3 separate regions of the Mus musculus genome follow, and all the other regions are linked to region 1. The links are chromatin contacts, called in public HiChIP or PLAC-seq and promoter capture Hi-C maps. All regions are on one chromosome and are shown on one strand. The core of a region is the stretch at or near the end of the contact, and the rest is flanking DNA. Distances in the headings are between cores, read along the strand shown.

Region 1 (4,695 bases), core at 774-3,273:
TTCCATTATTAAGACATCTTCAAAACATGCTAGCTGTAAAAGATTCAATTTCCATTAAAAGCCAAAGGCTTCTCTCCATCGCCTTTGGTAATTTGTACAGTTGGCACTAATTCAGCTCTCTCGATATTCAGCAGAGCCCTTTTGTCTTCTGATAGTTACAAGAAGTGGTGATTAATGCTTGAAAGATGTGTCACACTCTCCCCTTTCTTCAAGATCCTTAATGCAGATAGACTTTGCAGAGGGAGACTGGTAGAATGTGCTAATCGGCTCAAAGATGAATTTCACACATCTCTTCTAGAGTACAGGGCACTACTCAGCTGAGTGCTGAACTCAGTACTTGGAGTTCCTCATACTTGGAGGGCTGGACTCATCATTTGGTATCAGAGTTAATATATAGGTGCCACTCAGACTTTCCCACCTGCCAACAGACCTGTGGGAGGGAAGCTTTTATGTCCAGTGCTTACACCACATTGTTGCACTCACTTTTCTGCTTGTCTGCTTGTCCCAAAGACACCATAGCTTCCTCTAGGCAAAAGCAACACTACAGTGATTATTATAGAAAGGACAAACTATTCAGACCTAAAATAACGTAGTGAATGAATCACAACAGATTGATGGCATAACTCACATCCAAAAGCCAAGAGCCAGAATTACACGGTTTATTTTAAGACGGCAGAAGAGTAAAAAGCAGATTGAAAAGCATACGACATCTCTGCAGCTCGAGCTCTGCAAACAACGATGGCATTTGCAGAGTTCTGCGAGCCTTCTCAAATGTGGTTGCAGTTTTAATGTGTGTTGACATCTTTCTCTGTGTGCAGAATTAGCTGGGAGAACAACATTTTGTGCTTTTTCCTGCTTGCGACAGCATGAGCACATGGAAAGAGCCAGTAACTGAGCAGCCATTCCCCATGGAAGGACACTAAGACAGTTTTGCTTCAGTTTTTACACAGTAGTATTATGAATACATGGGATTGCCTGGGTCACGGATCATTCCAATGACACAGGGAAAAAAAGAAAGCACATTAGGTATTCCTCTTACATCATTCTCTGAAGCAGGGGCAAATGAAACAGATAAATGTAATCATTGGAAAATAATTTTACTGTTATCAAATTAGAGGCATGGTAAATAACTGAGATCAGAACTTCACAGAGGCTCTCAAGGAACTGGAGTTTCACACTATAATTTAGAAAACAATAGAGTGAAAAATTAAAGAGCACTAACATGAAATAAATTTAGGAAGACTGAAAAAGAAACAACATACAAGAACTGTACTGATTAGGAAATGGGCAATTTAAGTTCTTGAGAAGAGTAAATCTCCAGCAAGAATTAATTTGCTTCCTGCTGAGTCCTGCTGGTTTTTCTTCTCTCCTCAATCACTGTTTATTTCATAAAATCAGCATTCACCTATCTCTTTTGATTATTTAATTTTGGGGGGATTTTCTTCTCACAAAGCTGTTAGCACAGCTAAACTCAACTCCGCATGCAATGTGTAAACACATGATAATGGCCTGCAGAAGTGTTGGATTGTTTATTCCACTCTGCAGACCTCATTGTTTAGATGCTGTTTCCCCTCCAGAGAAATCTCTCAGTAGGATTCCTAAAGCGGCTTCTCACTGCCTGCATCTTTCACTGACATTTACCAAATGCCCAGGCTCTCATAGAAAAAAAAAAAAAATCACGAAAGCAATATTCAAACTGTGACAGATTCTTATTTCTAAACAAGAGATGGGTCATGAGCTGTAGCTGACAAAAACGGTGAAAAAAAAAATGTTTTTAAATGAGAATTTCCTCAAACTTCACTATCTCCATCTCTGTGGCTGTCTAAAATTCTGCATTCTCAGGTGGGGACCAGAGGGTTGGTAAAAGCATTCTCTGGTTGAGAGTTACTATTCATTAAAAAAGAAACAATGGGCGCCATCCCAATGGAATTCTCCTGGCAGAATATTCAAATAAAGCATGCTTCAAGTATGGCACAAACCTTTAGAAATAAACAGCTCCGCATCCTCTTAGATGAGTCATGCGGGTTTTCACTTTGTCACAAGGACAAGCATGATGCAGACGGCCTTTCCTTCTCTCTTTATTCAGCTTCTTTACTGTTTTTGATTAGTTACCTCAGCTGAGACTCCTTGCTCGATGCAAAGGCTCCTGGTGGCTTGTCTGAGCCTGGATGTGTCAAGACAGAATATTCCTTCTAAGTCCAAGGCTGAGTTTTCCCACCCTGGCATTTGTCCCCGGAGTTCTAGATGTTGATGGGCAGTTATTTAAAAAGATGATTGTTTTTCTGTGTGATTTAAAATAAAGTTTAGCTTTATTGTGCCCTTTGTAATGGTATTTGTCATCTTATATTTAATAGCAGGCTGTCAGGCTGCTTTATTTTAAACCAAGACAAAAGACTACCATAGGAAAAATACAATCACCAAATCAAATATTCATGCAGATCCTCAGATTGAACTTAATTTATGAGATAACCTCTAAGATTATTAGTGTATTGTGGCCATACTTATGTTTTTCACTCTCATGCTTTGTCACTGTAGAGACATGAAAATGCTATTCATTGTTGCTAGGAGATGGGTGGCTATGGCAACAGCATGGGGCAGAGCCAGATGGAGCGCCTCAAGCTAGTCAGGGTTAGCCTCATTTTTTGATCTCCAAATGACTCCTCTGCAGTCCTGTGAATGAAGAATCAGCCTCTTCAGCTTGTTTCAAAAGATAGGCCACATGGCTTCTCCTCGCGTGTCAGCTGTCCCCATTAACAAGTGTCTTTTGCGTGTTTAACGATGTACTGTGAGGTTGTTGGAAAGGGAAAAGACACTGGATAACAAGGGGATTATCACTGTTTAACTGTGTTCTCATACTGTTATTAATCTAGCACAGATCTGGTGCCATATGTGGCTTGTCATCATTCCATTTAACTCCTGGTGACTCTCGTGGAAGTGCCATTCCAAGAGCAGAGGGGACATATGTTCCTAATTTTGGTTTGCTCATTCCTCAAAGATTTATGGCTATTCTAAAGTCATGAATCATCATCTTTAAGGCACCCTTACATTTCATCAGAATAGACTATCTTCTCTGGATCTTCTTTATGCTGAGTTTTGTGGATTCTGCCTTTAAGCCTAGTACTTGAAAAGTTGTAGCAGAAGGATAACCCCAAGTTCAAGGCCAGCCTATGCAACAAAGTGAAACCTTTCTCTAGTCCTCCCTTCTCAAAAATATCTCATCACACGGCTATACACAGTATGACAAGTTTTTTTTCAAAACCTTGGGGTGTAGTGAACACACACATGTTCCTCTTATAAACAAATAAAAATGTTAACATGTTAAAGTCATTAGTGTTTGAGTAGGTCAGTGTTCTCCAGAGCAGCAGAACCTATAGCTGAATAGTAAAAAGAATGCCTTAAATCAGCTTAGAAGCAGAGAAGCCCACAGTGACTCAGTACTGAAGGCTGGTACACCTGCAATTGGAGTGAATCCCACACTCATGGTCTCACACCAGAAGCCCACAACCCAGCACTCAGTCCCAGAGGCTGGTGCCACAGCAATCCTAACCTGGAGCTGCAAACCTTAAACGTTCCCGGAGAATGGCTAGTCCTTGGTCAGTGATGAAGCCTGGAAATGCTGGTTCTGCGATCCCTGGAGACATCAGCCATGGCTGCAATGGGAAACCCACTTGGTGTCTGAAGGTATGGACAAAGGAGAACAATGTTCCCAGTGCCAGGCTCTCTGTTTATCTAGGCGGCTCCCAGAAGGAACCATTCACACTGGAGTAGGTTTTTTCTCACCCACTGAGAAAATCAGGGCAATCCTTCAGGTGAAACTCCCTACTCACATGATTGTAATTCCTGACAAATTAACATTAAGACCAACCATCACCGGGGTTCATAGGGATGAATCTGGTTTTCTAAAAATATCCATTACTCATACTTTTTTAGTATATCATTGTCTCCCAAAACACTATATCCCCACACTCCTTACCATAGCAGATACCATTGAACCTGAATGTGCCAACTTGTAGTTCACTAGCCAATCAAACTGAATATGCTCTGCAAGACTTTCCTCTGGTAAGATCAGAGAGATTTCTAATTTCTTGTCCCTTTCAACTCTTCTACACCATTCCCTCACACAAAATATCGCTTCTAATTTATCTCTTTTTTGTTTCCTATATGCTTACTGGTTCAAATATTTATCAGGTACTTCCTATGTACCTGGTCCTCATGCCAGTTTCCATTAGCTAAAGAAGAGCATAATGAGAGTGAAAGACCATCTAACAGGGATAATATATCCATAAAAATTAACAATGAATGTCATTTCTTAGGTGTTTCCTATATGCAGGACATGTGTGAACACTATATTTAATGTTCATAATGTCATCATTATCATTTACAGCTAAGACTTGCTCAGACTCAAGACTAAGTGACTTGCCCAGTCAGGGAGGCAGAAAGCAATGAAACATACTACAGCGTAGCTCCATCTCCCTTCAAAAATGATAATTCCTTTATTGATTTGACATAATGGGATATTCTCAGTAATAAAATGTGTGTTATTCCAGGCTGGATGCCAGATAAGGAAGTGATGAATCCGTAAGAGCGGGCCAATGAGGTCATAGGCACTAGAACAGCTAAGCTGGTAAATAAGGATGTGACGAGTGACATGGAAGGAAGGGGACATTTTAGAAATAGGCATAACCTAGAACATCA
Region 2 (4,431 bases), core at 112-2,611, 340 kb after region 1:
GAAAGGAATGTTTCCATATTCTCCTCCTTTCTGCCATATTACAGTCACGCAGATCCCAAAAGCCCTCTTCTTCCACATTCATGTCACTCCTTCTGCATCATCGGGTCACTATTCTCCCTTCTTTACACCTGTGTAGTATTTGGAATCATGGAAACTGTCCAGCCTAATGAAGTCAGACTCAAAGAAAGGCAACCATGTTTACAGAGACCGGTGACAGTGACTTTGACTTGGTGCCTGCTTCGTAGCTTTGAGATACCTATCAAGAGATTTGACCTGCTGGCGTATCAGTGCCTTGCCCAAAACAAAGTGGGAGTTTTAATAATTGCCTAATGTTGCCTAATAACAATATGCATTTGGTTACATCATTTGTGCCCAGTAGTAATATTGACTGAACAAGATCTACAGCCCTGGGCTCTTAATATCTGGTTCCATATTCTCTTAACTGCTTATTGGGGGCCCCAGGTCTAGGCCAGTCAGAATACCAAATGGTTACACTGGTTTCTTTGTCTTCCTTTTTTCCTTATCATGGGGGTTTTCCAAACCAAGAGTGCATCCAGAGTGTTTTTAACATACTATTTGAAACACACTCCCACTGTAAAGGGCCTTATAAGCTGCTCCCCTAGCAGTAAAGGCACATTTTTATTTATTTGTTCAATTGAAAACTTATGGTTCTTCTCCCAGTTTCTTAATTTATATAATTACCACAGCGTGCTGCTTCTTTCTTCATGTTATTACTTATTTTGCATTCCCTTAATTTTGATTGATGGCGCCTAAGTTTATTTTGTACTTCTTCTGGCACTTTGTCTGTGTGTGAATATGGAAAAGTATTTCTTCTCGGGCTTATCTAAACTGTTTGATTAGCTGCTAATGTGCAAAATCATTAATGGGGAATTCACACTGTTAAAATAAAGAACTGAATTCCCGCCCATAGGCTCAGTCTTTGCAACTGCGTGCTTTTTCAGAGAAGCATACAGAATCCGTCAGTGCTCCGGGCACTGTGTGAAATGTGCAGGGCATTATTATGCCCCGTGAAAAGTTAAATGTGGTTGAAATAAAGACTTCTGTGCAGCACAGAAGTGGGGGGTAGCGGCTTTAAAACACTAAATAATCAGTTTGCTATAGCAACGATATAGCTAGCTCTATAATCTGACATCCATTTGTGAGCTGTTCAAGGGTTACCTTTTTTTAAGTTACAAAAGAGTTTATAAACTATTTTGTTTGGCTATGTGTGTGTGGTGGTGGTGGGGGGGTTGTGCAGTTTTCTCATTTCAGAAACAGAGCCTGTGCCTTTATTATTTGCCCTGTGTAACACCCGAGAGCAGCTGTTAGTCTCATGACATCCCAAGCGGAAGGATTAGGAAAGACAACCAATCATTTGAGTAACCGAATGTCTCTTGGTGCTGCCAGGTTAAACGTACCGACATCTGCTAAGGGATGTTAAATGGAAGGGTCAGGCCCACGGAATTGTGGTTAATGCCTTTGACGCTACATTGTCTCCTAAGAACTTTTTACTTCCCTTATTTTTCACTCCCATAACTAAAGGTAAATAGCTATAATTAAGTGATATTAATATAAGTAGCTTCTCTAATATTTGAATTTTGTTTTCTTTCCTTTGGACTCCCTTTTTCTTTGTTTGTGGGTGGGCACATAAAGAGATTCCCTCATTAATTAATTCAAGAACATACATACTCACTGAGACTTCTTGGCTACAGCACAACTGTAGCAATAATCTGTAAAATAAATGTAATTCTGTGAAAAGTAGTAATTCAGTATATAAGATGTCATTTTTACACAGAAATGACATAAATATATGTGGACCTAGAAAATCAGACAAAAAAAACCCAGTATTCAACTGCTATACTATCTTAAGGTATTGAGAAATACATATTGATAAGCTGAGAAAGCTGAGGGCTTGAATCATTCCATATTATGGTTATGCAGATCAGATTAATTTACTTTGTATTGTTAGCTTTTGTTAGTATTCTCTTTCAGTTTGCCATTTTATAGTTTCCTACCATACCAGATCACCAGAGTGATCCCTGAATTTATGTGATGTTTCCCAACTATACAAGTAGATGCCACCACACAAGTTATGTCTGTTCAGGAACACAAGTTTCTTGGCAGATGATTGTCTACATTATGTGCAGTTCAGGACAGTGCATTTCACAAAGGGCTGTTCTTCACCAAGCTGTTCATCGGCTACGCCATTCTCTTTTGACCTGACTGGCATAGGACTCTGAGTCTGAATTATTTATTTCTGTTCATTGACACAGCTTTTATTCTCAGAAGTCAAGCCCAATATCTTGGGTCTGGGAAAAGCAGAAAATAATAATTATATTTTTTTAAATTTAGGGATGGAAAGTAAGGATGGCCTTCACAATGAGGAAAAATCCTTATTTCTCTTTATCAGTTAAGTTGAGGGAGTTTTGGTTTTGTTACTTGTATTCAAAAATATTACATGATCAGAGATTGGTGGTGAACAAACAGAAAAGATGCAGTTAAGTTACAGATTTACTACAACCCGTTATAGAGAAAGCAGCTGCAGGTAAATACACTGTGCTCGGTGTAGCTTATTACTCTGCAGAGGGGAGATAGAGAATTAGGTGTGCTGAGGTCTGGTATGCTGCTGCTTTGTGAAGAGACACAATGGGCCATTCGAGCGCCGCAGTTACGAGCTATTAATGATGAGTCAGAATACTCACTCCATGCAAAACGGACAGCACTTTGGTAAGAATTGTGAAGGCTGAGGAATCTTTCATATTACCTACTGCTAAGCAGTCAGAAAAGGAATGTACCCATATGTTCCACACCCAAGCAGCAAAACCTGAAGTATCAATAACATTTTTAAGGAATATAAAAGGGACAGGGAAATCAAAACATGAGCAGTAGGCCTGCCAATGCCAGGATGTTCTGTGTAGCTTTACAAAATGCCATTACTGAGGAAGGGGGATATCGTATACTCAGAAGCTCTGTACCATATCTTACAACTGTGAGAATGTAAGGTCGTCTCAAATCTCCCTTACAAAGGGCATAAATCGTCAGTTTATGCACATGAGCAAATGAGTGGACCAGGAGAATGTAGCATGTGTGGACAATGGAATTTTACTCACCCTTGAAGGACAAAATTATGTCACTTGTAAGAAATGAGTATTGAGCAAAGCAACTAAAAATCAGAAAGCCAAATATCATGTGTTCTCTCTCATGCAAAATAGCAGTTTAAAGTATTATATAACGTGAAACTAGAATTGTATGTATTTGGGACAAGGCAACTATCACATGAAGGTGAATATAAACAAAATCAAAATACATGATAGACATGTATGAAAATGTTATATTGAAATATCCATCATCTTGTATGATGACTATACACTAATTTCTAAAACAATAAAGAATAATAAAATAAAATATATTTCATTATATGAAAGAGTCATTATAACTGCTGCTGCAAATGTTTTGTAAATATGTTTCTTTTCTGGATAGTGCTGGGTGGTTTTAACTACACATGATAGCTTATGCCAACAGTTTTACTTAAGTTTTAGGCTGACAAAGTTAAATCAATATTTTGTGTTCAATTGAATACATCATTAATAAGAACAACTGCAGGGGCATATGGCTATCTTTCAGGAAAAATGTACCCTAAAGACCTTGCTAGTCAAGAAGTTCAGATAATTATGTGATGGAAATTTTTAATGGCAAGAGGGTATGATTTAAAACTTTCTATGCTCCTACTGGGACCTCTCTACTGGTTTCACAAAGAATAAATAAATAAATAAATAAATAAGCCAACTAATAAATGAATGAGTGATGGATTTGAGCAGTCTGTCACCTTCCCAAGTTGTCAATATATCATGACAGATATTTGGTGTTATCCCAAGTTTTCTCTTGACTACTTAGTTGAATGAAAAGAAAGCACACATCTATAGTTGGTGTGGTCATACATCTCTGTGTGCTGATTCAATGCTTTGGTTTTGAACACATAAAATGGTTCCTTGATATTTGGGTCATTTACATCTTTGCTACATAAGCTTGGGTAGCAGCTCGTCTCTGTCACATCCCGTGGAAACATGCAATAGTCTCCTTATTTGAGCTTTTACATTCTGTGGTTTCAAATGCTTGCAGTTAACCCAATCCAAAAATAATAAATGGAATTTCTAGAAAGGAATAGTTATACATCATAAAACTATAACAGTATGGTATACTGAGGAGTGTGATAAAATCTCCTTCCATCTTGCCCAAGACTTGAATCATCTCTTTGACTCTCATCTGCACACAGGATCCATTGCCCACCCACTAGTCACTTAGCAGCTCTCTCACAACCCAACCTACAGTATCAGTGTGCTTTGCTCAACTCATCCTTATTGTACTTTAAAATGGCCCCAAATCCCAGGAGCCAGGATGCTTTAAATTTCAAAATTCCATCATATTTATTTT
Region 3 (5,101 bases), core at 977-3,476, 420 kb after region 1:
TCTCCCTTTTCCTTTCACATTTTCGCCCTCTCTGTATTCTCTATTGCATGTTCATATCATATGTGTTCAATTGGTCTCCGTTACCTCCCTCAGAACTGGTCCCCCCGCCCCATCATGGACTCTCTTCTCCATTCCTGGCCCCTACACATAACCACCCCTAAATTAACACATTTATGTCTTAAGATTAGATCTAAGAAGAATACGTCAGAACACGGGAGAACATAGGTATCTTTTTCAGCCTGAGCTAACTTACTTAGGACAGTATTTTCCAGTGTCATTCCTTTTGGTTTGCTTTTGAAATGTTTATTAATGTCATTTCCCTCTAAGGCTGAGTACCAGTCCATAGCACATGTATTCTACAGACATTCTGTGATGGACATCTGGAGTGATCTCATTTCCTTGCTAATGTGAATACAAGAGCAGTAAGCAAAGGTATGTAAATGTCTCTGTGAAAATATTCACATACCCTGGGATATGCCCAGAAGCCGGAGAGTTGGGTCACGTGGAAGTTCTAGTTTTAGTTTGTGAGAGGCCCCGAGCTTACTCCCATGTAGTGCCGCACCCGTTCATACCCCACCAGAACTGAATAAGAGCTCCCTTCCTCCCACCTCTGCATGCTTTTGTCATTTTGTTATTTGACCTCTTAAGGATGGTGACCTTAATGGCCTAAGATGAAATTTCAAATTTGTCTTAATCTGCATTTACCTAGTGGATAAAGATGTTTAACAGTTTTAAAACATAGTTTCGATGACATGTATTTCTCTTTTGAGAATTTTTCACTCAGTCCTTTACCCACTTATAAAACTGGATTCTGTATTTTTTCCTTAGTATTTTGATTTCTCTGCACATTCCAGGCAGCAGTCTTCTACTAGTGGGAATGGTTTTTCCCTACTATGCAGGGTATCTTTTCACTCAAATGTTTCCTTTGCTGTACAGAAGCCTCTCAATTGTGAGAGCTGCCCACATTAGCTACCGTGTCACTGTTACTATAAAATGAGCAGGAAAGGCACCAAGGAGAATGGTTTATTCTGAGTCACAGTTGGACAGCCCTGTGTCCCATGATAGGGAGGCCGGTCAGCTCGGGTGAGGCAGCTGGGCATATGCATTCCGTTAAAAGCTGAGCACCAAAGTGTTGCAATTTCATCAGGATATTTGATTAGGTCTTTACAGCATGTTCCTCGTACAACGTTAAGAACAACAAATATTTTTACCAATACTTATTGCTTAACATCTATAATTTTGTCTTGCGTAACCAATGAAAACAATTAACTATTCTTTTTATTTTTAGCATGAAGCTACTATTAAAGCCAATGAAAGGTTACACAGTAAGTTTGTATTCTAACTTCAAAACACAAAAGTTGTAATGTTTTAATAAACACAGGATTGTGGGATTAGGGTTCCGACTTTTGAATTATTCTGCTTTAATCTCTGAAAACTGAACCCGTACAATTATATATTAACTGGGAGGAGGCAGGGATAAGCCTGAGGCGGCAATACTTCAGACCATACCCTGCCTCTTTTCCCTTTATTTCCATATGCATACAGATAAAGCCGCACAGGACAAATTCAGGTCCATTTTGAAAATTGAGATTTTTTTAAAAAGTGTATTTTCCCTTTAGAGCTTTAAGGTCCCCACCCCACCCCCCTTGAGCTCGTTCCTTTACACAGGTGTACGTTTTCACACTGAATGGTGACTACTATGCAGGACGAAACTCCTCCAGCTTCGGACAAGCGCCGCTGCACTCGAGTTTTGAAGGCAGTCCAGCATTCGCCGCCGCCGGCAAGGGAGAGCTCCGCAAGCTTTTTGACACCTCGTTAACGGACCCCTGAGGGCTAGGTCCCGCTAATCCTTGCCTAAGCAGGAAAAGGACCGTTGACAGCTCAATTATACCGAGTCGCCACCTCCCTGAGCCCAACAGTCCTCGCCTCTTTGCAGCCACCATCCGCGGCGCTGTGCAAGTTCAAGGCCCTCCCGCCCCAAACGGCGCCTGCGCGAAACCTCCGCTAGTCAAACCCGTCCTTAGAGCAGTCGAAGGGGACCGTTTTAAAGTTACTGGAAGGCTACGTCTCCGTTTTTAAAAAAAATGAAGAAAAAAATAAAGAAAAATAGGTATGACAGAACACACTAGAACGACCACTCACCGAAGTGGTCCTAAGTGCAAACGGCAGGTTTTTAACTCTCCTCTCGCGATTTATCTGGTGCTACCGGAAGCGGAACTGCCGGGGGTCGGAGTTCTGGTGGCGCTTGTGGAACAGGAAGGCTCAGGCGGGTCGTTGGTCCGCCGGAAACTGTTCCGGCCGGTGCAGTTTCCGTGGGAGCCCTGTGGAGGGCGGGCAGGGAAGAGGCGTGTCGGAGGCTCCTGAGGTGTGCCAGTGCCAGCGGTTCCGCGGTGGCCGGCGAGGGAAGCTTCAGGTCCACGCCTCCGAGAGCCGCCTCGGCACAAGCGTCCTTCCCTCGCCCCCGCAATTAAAGGGGGAGGAACCGAAACCTGGATGGGCTCAAGCATCTCCCGCAGATCGCTTGCTGCCCGCAGCCACGGCAGGTGAGGACCGGGAGAGGCGACATCTCCGGCAGCCCGAGGCTCGCCGCCGCCTCCAGGTGTTTGCTTTGTCTCTGCTCCACGGTGCGGATGCGGGACACGTGGTCTTGCAAGAGCCACGGACAGTCGCGGAGGGCAGCGTGCTTGTGGACGAGTGACAGAACATCCCCAGGGTCCCTTTCAGGCTTGATTTCTCCTCCGCTTCCCGAGTCGCTTCCTCTTTTCATTTCTAGAGTTTGAAAAGCCCGAAATTGCAGTCCCGCTAGTTAGGGAGCTACCCACGTTCGACTTGTATTTGGATCTCCGTTCACCGAGGGGTGCGCCGTTGTTTGGCTTCTTCTGTGGGGAGAGGTGTCTGTTTCATTCCCTATCCTTTGCTCTGCTTGTCTTTGCTTTCCACACCCACTTCCAAAGAACAAAAGCACTGTGTGTGTGTGCACAGCGGCGTTGCAAGGTAAGAGACGAGGTTGCAGGTCAATGCCGCACCCGCGCCTTATCGATTACACAGCGTTGCGTCCTCCCATGTAGATAGTGACCTTTGGATCTCATCCTGGAGGTTCTGGACAACTTCCTGAGAGTTACCATTCTTGAGGTTTGTGGTAATGGTCGTTTTGCTTTTTGCGTCCTGGAAGACACAGAAGTAGGAAGCATGGCTGACTTAAGCATTAGCCTATACCGGGGCAGGATTTTGTTTCACTATTACAGTTTTTTTTTTCTAACTGAAACCCGTGGTTTTTGAGCAATAATATAACGATAGCTGATATTAGTGTGTAACAGTACCACATGGTTTGCACATATATTGTCATTCATCCTTTCAAGAGGCTCGTGAAGGTTGTTAGGTTATTATATTTTTAAGCCGGAAAATGGAAAGTTAGTGAGGTAGTGGAACTTACCCTGGTTACATTTTGCCACAGGAAAACCTTTGAGTGTTTACTAGAAACTAGATCTGAATCCAGCATCTGTATTCTATTGTCCTGCCATTGCTCTTGTTATTCCAGTTTCTTCACTAACTATCAGAGGTTATGCATCCATAGTGTGCTTGTGTATATGTGTGTGACAAATGACAGTCGTGATCTTTCTGCAAATTCTGTATGTGCTGTAGAATTACATATTTCAGACTGTCGAATGTATTTTCTGCAGCATAGGCTATTTTTTGAAAAGGCAAGTGGAAAAACTGATGACTAGAAGGCTCATAATTGTACAATGCTTGCTATCTCAGTTTTTAGGTAATTATAAAGGTATTAAATTTAACAATTGATAGACTATTGAATCTAATACTAGGCATAAGAGTAGTTCATTTAGTTTTTCTGATAATTTGAAATGTTTGATAATTAGAAACAAAACCCTGAGCACTCACATCATTGTCAGGTGTGAAACAGATCATTGGGAAAGGTACGTATGGAGCACAAGGAGACAAAAAGGTTAAGAAATGTGTTTGGGGTTTGGTAGATGCATGAGAAGAGTCTGGGAAGCATTCTTTGAAGTCTTCCAGTTTATTTCAGGAATAGGAACTACCTCTAAAATGGCAATAAAATCCAAACCAAAAAGCTAACTCAGCAGAAAGGTAAATTCCAGGCAGAAATGCTGACTCAGCAGAAAGAGGTATACCTTTTGAAGAGGGAGAGGAATCAGTCATTTGCCAAAGTTGTATGGAACTTGGAACTGTCTTGGTTTATATAATCGAAAAACCTATTCTAGCTTGCCTTTCCTAGCAGGAAGAAACCAATATTTAACACTTTTTATGTAACTTCTTCCTAGTGCCTTGGAATTTAGCTATCATTTATAATAAAGTTTCCACTAGAAAATGCTTTGGGATCTCAGGAAAACCAGTTATGTGTTTGTATTCCGGTTGAACAGCAGTTGATGGAGCTCCAGTTTCCTTTTTAATTTTTTTATTTTTAGTGGAAATTTACTAATTCCGGGGCTGGACTTCTGGACTTTAGTGGAACCTATGGAAAGATAGCTTGGGGGACTTTTGTAAGGGAACTCTAGATACTATACAGGACTGATGGCTTATTCGGGGTGTTAATTTAAGGAAGAGGCAGCTCAAGCCAGAATGAGTAAACATATGAGAGAGAGGACTGTTTGTCCAGGGCAGTAGGTCGTCCGGTGTGGAGCAGCCAAGTAAAACTGGAGCCTTGAAAAAGGTCTCCACAAAGACCATCAGAAGAGGATCTGCACAGGCAGCCTTCGCTAGAAGGTTCATTCTAAACTGAGTTGCTTATGTTTGTTTTTTGCCAGTTAAAGTCAGAAAAATCTTATTTATAACCATAGTTAACCAGTTATAGAAACAGCTAATGTTTACAGAGTCCTTACTGCATGCTAGCTGTTCTGGCCGCCTGCGTTCTCATTTAATCTTCAAAACTGTATGTGATGTATAACCTCATTCTGTCTGCTGCCTAGAGCTGCTAAGGAATTTTGGGGTGGGGAGCAAGAGTTAAAGTTAAATTTTCAAGAGTGGAGCAGTTCTTACGGTGAGATTCCAAGCAATGTCAGCATCACCTTGGAATTTTAGGAAGGCAAAATATTGCACTCAACCCTAGACCTTACAGTTTAATAGC

The links. Promoter capture Hi-C pulls out the DNA fragments that hold promoters and counts their contacts. HiChIP or PLAC-seq counts read pairs in DNA pulled down with a chosen protein or histone mark.
Region 2: an H3K4me3 HiChIP or PLAC-seq map of embryonic basal ganglia shows a contact between it and region 1, with 3 times the contacts expected there. The contact joins two enhancer-like sites. A contact is called at or near these places in 2 of 484 Hi-C or Micro-C datasets (bone marrow-derived macrophages and nephron progenitors), 1 of 115 datasets of contacts at active chromatin or transcription factors (embryonic basal ganglia) and 2 of 9 other capture datasets (adipose tissue and liver).
Region 3: a contact with region 1 is called in a promoter capture Hi-C map of hippocampal neurons, with 3 times the contacts expected there. The contact joins the promoter of Gin1 here to the enhancer-like site in region 1. A contact is called at or near these places in 4 of 39 promoter capture datasets (the 3T3-L1 cell line, cranial neural crest, hippocampal neurons and 1 more), 2 of 115 datasets of contacts at active chromatin or transcription factors (astrocytes and stem cell-derived neural progenitor cells) and 1 of 9 other capture datasets (adipose tissue).

Annotation. Positions count from the first base shown.
Region 1 is chr1:98,188,294-98,192,988 of GRCm38.p6, reverse strand. It overlaps Gm29461 (predicted gene 29461), which reads right to left. Exons shown (of 4, transcript NR_151613.1): 4 at 2,291-4,695. Among named protein-coding and RNA genes, the nearest start is that of Gm29461, 17 kb to the right of the region's middle. Within about 2 kb of position 2,023, at least 82 of the 459 cell types and tissues checked have an H3K27ac peak or open chromatin away from gene starts, as enhancers often do. A contact at or near this core is called in embryonic basal ganglia, hippocampal neurons and stem cell-derived neural progenitor cells, where this site is marked.
Region 2 is chr1:97,845,646-97,850,076 of GRCm38.p6, reverse strand. The region is part of intron 16 of Pam (peptidylglycine alpha-amidating monooxygenase); the gene reads left to right. Among named protein-coding and RNA genes, the nearest start is that of Gm31771, 63 kb to the left of the region's middle. Within about 2 kb of position 1,361, at least 15 of the 459 cell types and tissues checked have an H3K27ac peak or open chromatin away from gene starts, as enhancers often do. A contact at or near this core is called in embryonic basal ganglia, where this site is marked.
Region 3 is chr1:97,767,297-97,772,397 of GRCm38.p6, reverse strand. It overlaps Gin1 (gypsy retrotransposon integrase 1), which reads right to left and starts at 2,226. Exons shown (of 8, transcript NM_026250.3): 1 at 2,143-2,226. It overlaps Ppip5k2 (diphosphoinositol pentakisphosphate kinase 2), which reads left to right and starts at 2,306. Exons shown (of 28, transcript NM_173760.5): 1 at 2,306-2,543.